2 separate regions of the Mus musculus genome follow, and region 1 is linked to region 2. The links are chromatin contacts, called in public HiChIP or PLAC-seq maps. All regions are on one chromosome and are shown on one strand. Each heading gives the region's core, a stretch centred on a gene start, on an enhancer-like site or on the middle of the called end of the contact. The rest is flanking DNA. Distances are from core to core; before and after follow the strand shown. Region 1 holds the start of Chchd10 (coiled-coil-helix-coiled-coil-helix domain containing 10). Region 2 overlaps Cabin1 (calcineurin binding protein 1).

Region 1 (4,330 bases), core at 1,361-3,860, 250 kb after region 2:
ACTCACTCTGCCCCACCCTCTGGTCTGGAAGCTGCCAATAGGAAGCCTCAGGCACACTCAAGGGACTCTTGGCTGACCCATTCTCCTGGCCTATCTTAGACCCTCAAGGTCAGTCCTAGGAGTGACTCCCAACCCAGACCATGGGGAGGAACCTAGTGGAAGGTAGTTAAGAAAGGAGCCCCAGACTAGGAAACCACTGGGGAAGATCAAGCGGTCCCTTCCTGAACCTCAGTTTGCTTTTGGTCTAATGGGGATGAAACAGGTCAGTAGTAGGTATCCGTGAGAGGCAACGGAGCAGGAGATAAGGAAACAGCCCAAACCATACACGCAACTGATACACAGACCACCCTTGTGCTTCTGCCTAACCCCTTCCCACCCATCCCTACTAGCTCCAGAAGGAAGGGCAGCTTCCCTGGCTGCTAGGTGGTGGATTTTTCACAAGCTGGGGGCTGGGGTGAATAAATATTTACCGAGCTCTTTTGGCCCCGCCGATGGCAGTCTAGGGATAAAAGCGTTAGAGGTGACCAACCCTTTCTGCGCATCTAAAGTGTGACAGATCCTCGGCTCGGATCCCACCCCAGGCTTGCCCCCCCAAGCCCTGTACAAGCAAGCATTGGTGTGGTTTGCCTCGTCTTTTATCCTAAATGCCCAACAGGAGGTACCGGTGCTCTTTCCTGCTTTGCCCCCTTAGTAAGAAGTCAGGAGAAGTGCAATTCTCGAAGGCATGAGTTCTATCGCTGGCTTCTGCGGGGGTGGGAGTGGGTGGGGGTACGGATGGGGGGAGGGAGGGGATTAACGACTGCGCTCCGCTCCGAGTTCTAGAACAGGGAACTCCATGTTTTGCTTGAGGAGGTCCTGATCCACAATACCCACTCCCCTTTCCAAACCCTTTCTCTTCCAGTGTGCAGCAAAACTGGCAGATGGATTGGTATGGCTGGACCTGTCCTGGGACACCTGCCTATCATACCTTCCTCCCATCCATCATTCCTTGAGCTGGCCGGCTGCCTTAGCTGGCTACTGAGGGCACGGTACCCCGTGGGCATTGTAGATCTGTAGTGGTTCCAGCTCCAGCCCCAGCACAGCTTAGTCTCTACTCTGACAGGTGCCTCAGAGACCAAGCTGGAAGAAGGATGCAGCCATTGGGACACACAGGCTGGGAAACCCTCAATCTCTCTTCTTCCCCTTTGCCTCTTTGCACCCCCTTTCCTTTCTCTTCTTCTTTATGCTTTTGTTCCCCCGGTGCTCCCTTCTATTCTGACTGCACCTGATGCTCGCACACACTATCTCTCTCAGGTGCATTTTCTGTCGGCTACCAGGACTCCCAGACTTGTCTCCTGCAAGCTGGGGCACCTCTCTCAACTTGGGCCCCATTTTCTCCTTCCTAGCTCTTCCTTTATTCTCCATCCACGGTACACACCTTGCAGGGGTGCTTACTGGAACCACACACCCGGAGGCTGCCCCTTTTTGCTCCCCCCTCCCCCCAGACTTGCTTTGCTTCATTCCAGTGATGAACAAGGGGCCTTGGCATCCACTCCCTCTGCTACCTCTATCAACACACACTCCAGCATCCCTAGCTGGGGGCTGGAGAAGCCGGTCTCCAAACTGAGTTCAGCGCAGAGACGCGTCTCACCAGCTCCACTTGCACACTGCCAACCACGGGAAGCTCATTATAGTACGCTCAGAGAGACCCAGAAGGCATTTCGGGGACAGACTGCACTAGGGTAGCCAGGGAGCTCGCTTGGTGGGTCAAGCTCAGCCAGTGGGCCCAGCCCGCGTGCCCAGCCCTCCCTCGGGGAGGAGTGGCGGGCACTCACCGGTGGCCTGGCCCGGGCCATCAGCGGCGACGGCAGGAGCAGCAGCAACAGGAGCAGCAGAGGCAGCGGGAGCAGGAGGACGCGCGAAATCGCGCGGAGGAGACAGGCGGCCCGTGCCATCCGCCCCGGGGCTGCTGGGCCTGCTGGGCCAGGCCGGGCCGCCGCCCCTTATAGCATTCGCCCCGCCCCCGCCGGCGCCGGGACCGCACCCCCCACCGCCCCGCCTCCCCCTGCCTTTTGTTCTAAACTCAACCGGCCTGCAGCAGCGGTCTGAGTTAGGGAGGAGTGCCCGGAGGGGCTGGGTCCCTTAGAACTAGTGAGAGCCGGGGAGAGCTCAATTCTGCTCTCCAGCCCCACTTCAGAAGTCTCATCCTTCGCCAGGTCTCTCCATGGTGGCTTGACTTGTTTTAGCCTGTGGCAGGTGGTCAGATCCCCAATCTAAACAGCCCTAGCTAACAGGAAAGTGGTACAATAGCTCTTGCAAGGAGCGGACTATTGAAATGTGACCTCAGGGGAAACTGAGGCATATGGCGGAAGTTGGCCAGTCCCCACACCTTAAAACAAAACAGAGACGGGTCTGGAAAGATGGATCAGTGGTTAGGAGCACTTGTTGCTCCTGCAGAGAAACCTGGCTCCCGTTCCTAGCACCCACAGGGTGGCCATCTAGGAACTGATGCCTTCTTCTGACCTCTACTGACACTTGGCACACGCTGATGCAAATGGCTGATGCAAATGCGCACACTTAACAATTTCAGACCAGAGGCAGTCAGCGAGGATCTTGGAGGGAGGGACCAGATTTTTTCTCTACTAGCAGGCAACTGGGTCAGTTGGCTGGGAGGAAAGGGTCAGGGATGTTTGAGTTGGACACTGGAATCTCAGGTTGTTCCCTGGCCGGGGGGCACACTAGCCAACAGGCTTTTCCTGACCAGTCAGGCTCAGCCATCTGAGACAGGGACAGAATCACATCTGAGAGGGAGGTCTACGTGCTGAAAACAGTTCAACTACTCTAATCTCTGCAGCGAGTGTCCAACTGTGCAGTGTTCCCTCTTGGATGACAATGGCTCTACAAGGCACTGCAGGCCTCTTCCACCAGGCCTTCAGCTCTCTTCTGAATTCTGGTGGGCCAGTGGGGCCCTGAGCTGCTGCAAAGTAGGGGCAGAGAGTGGTAAGTTTTACTTGGCCATCTGCAATCTTTTAAAAAGCCTCACCTTTTAAAGGCTGCCATTCCTTCCCGTCGTCCTTCCTCCCTTCCCACCCACCCCTCTTTTCTTTTTTTTATGACAGAGTCTCTCTCTCTCTCTCTCTCTCTCTCTCTCTCTCTCTCTCTCTCTCTTTTTTTTGACAGAGTCTAGTATGTGTACATGTAGCCCAGGCAGGCCTCCAACTCAAGATTCCTGTCTTTGCCTATTCTGACTGATAGGACTGCAAGCATGTATCATCATAGCTAGAATTTCCAGGTCTGGTTCAGACTCATCTCAGCAGTGTTGGTCAAAGAATCATAAAATGGATGAGGCATTCATAGTCCTACCCTCCACCCCCAAGAGTGGGTTTCTCTGTGTAGCCCTGGCAATCCTGGGACTCTGTAGAGTAGGCTGGCCTTGAACTCAGAGATCTGCCTCTATTAAAGGCATGCACCACCATGCATAGCATTTTAAAAATAAACTCTTCATTGGATGCATGCCTTTAATCCTGACATTTGGGAGACAGAAGCAAGTGGATTTCTGTGGGTTTGAGACCAACCTGCTCTACAGAGTGAGCCAGGCTATATGAAGATCCTGTCTCAACAAAAGAACCCCCAAACCCTAAAACATTTATTTGTGCAACCTAAACAGCCTTCAGTGTTGCCAGGGATGCACGACTATTTTCTGAGGAACTTGCAGCTTATCAGCCAGACCCCCCACCCCCCCCACCCTCCACTTCCCACCCCCTTACCCCCCAACCTGCCCCATTACCCCACATTACCACACTTAGTAGAGGATCTGGAAGGTGGGCTAGCCACGGAGGCCCACAGAAGGGGTTGAAGCTGGAAGAATGTTACCACTTGCCTACTGGATACAAGGTAAGCAGAGGCCAAATAGATAAGCCAGTGGGGTCTGCTCAAGCCTGCCCCCCCCTTTTTTTTTTTAATTTTCTACAACAGCACATTTTTTTAAAAGATTTATTTATTTATTATATGTAAGTACACTGTAGCTGTCTTCAGACACTCAAGAAGAGGGCATCAGATTTCGTTATGGATGGTTGTGAGCCACCATGTGGTTGCTGGGATTTGAACTCGGGACCTTCAGAAGAGCAGTCGGCACTCTTAACCACTGAGCCATCTCGCCAGCCCCCTGCCCCCCCTTTTTTAAAAGATGTATTTATTTATTTCGTGTATGTGGGTACATTGTCGCTGCCTTCAGACACACTAGAAGAGGGCATCAGATCTCATTATAGACAGTTGTGAGCCACCATGTAGTTGCTGGGAATTGAACTCAGGACCTCTGGAAGAGCAGACAGCTCTCATAACCACTGAACCA
Region 2 (4,292 bases), core at 1,596-4,095:
CACTGTGTAAGACCGAGTGTCCCTATGTAGCCCCCGCCCAGACAATCCTGCCAGCCCTCCAAGCAGAGGTCACCGGCACACATCACACCCGGATCCTAGTTATTCTCAAGTCAGGTATCAGAGCTCCACTCTATGAGATGAGTAACCAGAGAGCTCAAAACCCTAAATACCTTGCTTGCTTCTAACTCAACTGCAGAAAACCAGGTTTGCGAAAGGGCCTACTAATTAATATTCTAGCAATCTTCTAGATCAATAACAGAACTGGTAATCCAGTAGAACAACCAACATGCGCAGAAACTGTATTAAAAGCTAAAACTGTTGGACTAGGGAGGGACACAGACATGTGCCTCTTTACATGAGTGAGGTCCTAGGTTCAATGCCCAGTACAGTACTACAGAAAACAACTTGGACAAATACAGAACCTCACTCACGGGGAATGAAGCGTGTCAAGAACTTTACCCAATCCTACTCCCTGGACTAAAATGCAAATATTCATTCAGGAAGCTGAAGTGAGAGGATCATGAGTTTGAGGCCAGACTGAACTACATTCCAACCCAACCCTGTTCCCCAATCCACCCCAAAATTAGAGCCATCAAGATGGTTACCAAGACAGCACTTGCCGTGTAAGCTTAGCAACCTGAACTTGGTCCCTAGAACCCAATACAAAGGAGGAAGCAAAGAGCTGGCTTCGCAGTACTGTCCTGACTTATATTCACAAGTCATGGCATGCATACTATGGCACATGTGTCCCCACACATGTACCCACATATACACATAAATACTTTAAAACTAAGAGGCCTGAAAATGTTAACAACACTGATCAACTCATGAAGTCTTGAGAAAAAAGCATGTGTGTAAGGGTGAGGGTGTGGGCAGAAGCAAGAGTGTGAAAGGGTGTGGGGGGGTAAATCTCAGAGTGTGAAAGGGTGAGGGTGGGGGTAAATCTCAGAGTGTGAAAGGGTGAGGGTGGGGGTAAATCTCAGAGTGTGTGAGGGTGAGGGTGAGGGTGTGGGCAGATCTCACAGTGGTATCTACTGATACTTTTAAAGTATCACAAATATTTTAACCCAAGCAGGAATTCAATTTCTAGGCTTTATCTTATAAATGAGCTCCCCCTACCCTTACAAATATACAATAATAAATATCAGGAGTGCTGTTTGTAGTAACAGACGACTGGGAATAACCGACACATCTGCCAGGGGGTAACGATGGTCATCCACCTGAGCACTGCACAGCTATATAAAATGAATGATCAAAGTCGGGCATGGCAATGAATGCCCAGAATCCCAGCACTTGGGGAGGTCGAGGCAGGAGCATCTGAACTTAAAGGTCATCTTTGCATACTCAGTGAGTCTGAGAGCAGCCTGAGCTAGAGGCCCTGACTCAAGAAAATATCAACCCAGAAGGCATGGGCTGAGGCAGCAGGACTGCAAGTTAGAGGCCAGTCTCGGCTGTACAGCAAGACTCCTTCCCAGGCACAACCCTAGCTTAGCCTGAGTGAGGCCTTGGCTTTGATCATCAGTACTACAATAAATGATAAATAGGAAGAATATTAAAATACAGAGATGCTATTAGAGAGAAAACAAATTTAGGGGGGGGCGCATGCCTAGGGGTAGAATTGTAGGATTGTATGTGCTTCTATACCTCATGTATAGATATGCACACTGGCTTATGAAAGGCCTTCTGGAAGGACATACACGGAACAAAGACCCACCCATGGTGTGCAGCAGGGCTATGGGCTGGGCACAGAGGTTTGCGGGTGCTTTTTCACAGCAAATTTGTTAGTACCATGAAGTCTGATTAGCAATGACATCTACGGCCTGCCTATAAACAATATTCAGAGCACAGGAAAGTACTGCGTTCTAGATTTGAGTGCCCCAGACAGGAATTTTAGTTGAGGTACAGACCCCAAACTTACAGGCTGGGAGAAAGGACAAGCCATGGAATTGGGCACTCTTACCCCTTGGCTAGCTCTCAGTGAAGGCCCTGACAGATCTACACCTTAAGGAGATGGCTCTACCATAGCCCTCCTGCCAGACAGTACCTTCGAAGGCAAACCTTGTCCTTACATTTCTCTCTGAATATCAAGAAATCAGGATAAAAAGAAACCAAAGCTAAGAGGGTCATGTGACATGCCAAGGCTACCCAGGTGGGACCAGCCAGGCTCAGGGGTGCAGAGAGAGGATGGAGAACTAGACTGGGGTTAAAGAGGAGAGATGGTCGTGGGTAGGGCAGAATGCGTGTGGAAAGGCTGGGCTGGCTGCTGCTGAGGAGGCAAACAGGAGCAGCCCTAGAAGTTGAGTGACATCTCAATCACGAATGCTGCTCTCCCGTTAGTGGAATGGCAAGGCTAGTTGGAAGGGCACTGAAGGCCCAGCTTTGGGAAAACTTAGTTCTCGAGCAGGAGAGTTAGCCTTAGTGAGAAGCTTCTTGGTGCCCAAGATCACATGAGGGAGGACATGGCCTGTTCCAGAGCTTTAGCCTCAAGCCCTCTGCTTGCCCATTATGCCCCTGAACACCCAGGGCTCTAGAGGACACACAGAGCTCATCCATGCCTCTCCCTAATGCCAGAGGAAGTAGTGACTCGCTACAAGTCACTCAGTAATCACAGCCCCTTATCAGTTTTGATTCTCTTGTCAGTCTGCCCTCTGAGGGTGATGCAAACACCTGACCAGGGTGTGTCTCTAGTGAGACGCAGTGGCAGCAAGCAGCCTCGGAAATCAACAGGGCAAAGTACTCACGTTGAAGAAATTGGTCTTGTTCCTCTCGCAGAAGAGCCCCTGTGCCGGCATGTGCTGCAGCTGTTGCCATGGGATACTGCTGCCTAGCAACACATCACGGGCCCACTGGAGGTTCTGGGGAAACAAGAAGTAGGTTGGAAGTGAGTGTGTGGGCTGCTCAGGGTGCCCATGGGAAGGCAGGTGGTCCCTTCTTCATGGCTGCACTGGCAAAAATTGTGGTGAACAATAGCTGTGCAGACATTGATCCTACTGTTCCAGGAGGCTTTGGACAAGAGCTCTGAGCACTGCGCTGTGGGATGCGTTTTTGGAAATGATTTTTGTTGTTGTTCACCAAAGCTGACTTAGGAATGTGGCCTCAGATTACATAAGGCAGTGGGCATAGAGACCTCTCACCTTGCCCAACCCTAAAAAACTGCTGTGCAGACTCAGTGCCCGCATTTACTGGGAACCCCTATTGGCCCTGTATGCAAACAAACCCTACTCATTTACCAGGAATCCTTACTTCCTATACACTGTGGTAGAGCTGCCTCAGGGACTGGGCTTTAGTCACAGTGGGGCCCAGGCTCTCTTGGCAGTGGAGCATCTTGTTGCTACTTGTAGCCTCCTGAAAGGTACAGGGAGTGGGAAGGCACCTTCGGGTCCAAGGGTCCTTCACCCTTCCTGAGCTCCTACTGCCCCTCGATACCCCCACCTCTGCTGCCATTACCTCAGGCTTGAAGAGGAAGGGGTAGCCACAAAGAAACAGAGCAGAGCAGAGACAGGATAGGCTCTGCACAGTTAAAGGGAAGGAATAAAAACCAAGAGTAGCCTAGCTTGCCCATCAAAGCTGTTAGGGGTGCAGGAGCCTAGGAATGAAGCTCGAGGCACACACAGCAATGCTCAGTCATGAAGCCTGGGTCTTAGTGACAACTCAGTCAGGCTCTTCTTGGGGAGATGCTTAGGCCAGGTGGATAGTCCCCATGCCTGGTCCAACCAGTCATAGTCAGACATTCACAGAGCACGACACAGAGCATAAGACAGGAGAGCACTTGCAGGGTCTCGGGGAGTTTCGTTTCTGTGCAGTACTGGGGATTGAACACAGGCTTGCACACAGCAGGTAAGCATGCTGCCACTGAAGCACAGCCTACGGTGCAGCCCTTTCTCTCCCACCGAGCTGTAGCCTAGACGTTTTTTTTCCTCCTTAATTTTGAGAAACTCACTAAGTTACCCAGGGTGGCCCAACGTCTTGGTCTTCTTGCTGATACTTGCTGAGCAAGCACCGGCACTACAGGCATGCACTACCATTCCTGGAGATTTTTTAAAAATTTATTTAAATCAGTAATTTATTTTTGCAGGGCTGGGAGTCAAACCCAGGACCTTGGTCATACAAGCCTGGAATTCTAATCCTGAACCATATTCAAACCCCTACCTGTAATTCTAATTCCTCCTGTACTCCCCCTGACTTCCGGAAGCTGGGCACAAAGCTGACACCTGGGCTATGGCTTGCACCATGAATGGACTATGGTAAGAGTCCAGCTTGTTCACACAAGAGCGAGGTGTGGTCCCCTGTGA

Evidence for each region. HiChIP or PLAC-seq counts read pairs in DNA pulled down with a chosen protein or histone mark.
Region 1: an H3K4me3 HiChIP or PLAC-seq map of stem cell-derived neural progenitor cells shows a contact between it and region 2, with 22 read pairs. The contact joins the promoter of Chchd10 here to the enhancer-like site in region 2. A contact is called at or near these places in 3 of 39 promoter capture datasets (the C10 cell line and epiblast stem cells), 7 of 115 datasets of contacts at active chromatin or transcription factors (bone marrow-derived macrophages, double positive thymocytes, embryonic stem cells and 2 more) and 3 of 9 other capture datasets (adipose tissue, liver and pancreatic islet).

The regions. Positions count from the first base shown.
Region 1 is chr10:75,930,520-75,934,849 of GRCm38.p6, forward strand. Chchd10 (coiled-coil-helix-coiled-coil-helix domain containing 10) reads left to right here and starts at 2,611. Exons shown (of 5, transcript NM_175329.4): 1 at 2,611-2,979. It overlaps Mmp11 (matrix metallopeptidase 11), which reads right to left and starts at 1,983. Exons shown (of 8, transcript NM_008606.3): 1 at 1,815-1,983. The coding sequence starts at 1,934.
Region 2 is chr10:75,681,551-75,685,842 of GRCm38.p6, forward strand. It overlaps Cabin1 (calcineurin binding protein 1), which reads right to left. Exons shown (of 37, transcript NM_172549.3): 29 at 2,742-2,855. Among named protein-coding and RNA genes, the nearest start is that of Gm40696, 13 kb to the right of the region's middle. Within about 2 kb of position 2,846, at least 58 of the 459 cell types and tissues checked have an H3K27ac peak or open chromatin away from gene starts, as enhancers often do. A contact at or near this core is called in stem cell-derived neural progenitor cells, where this site is marked.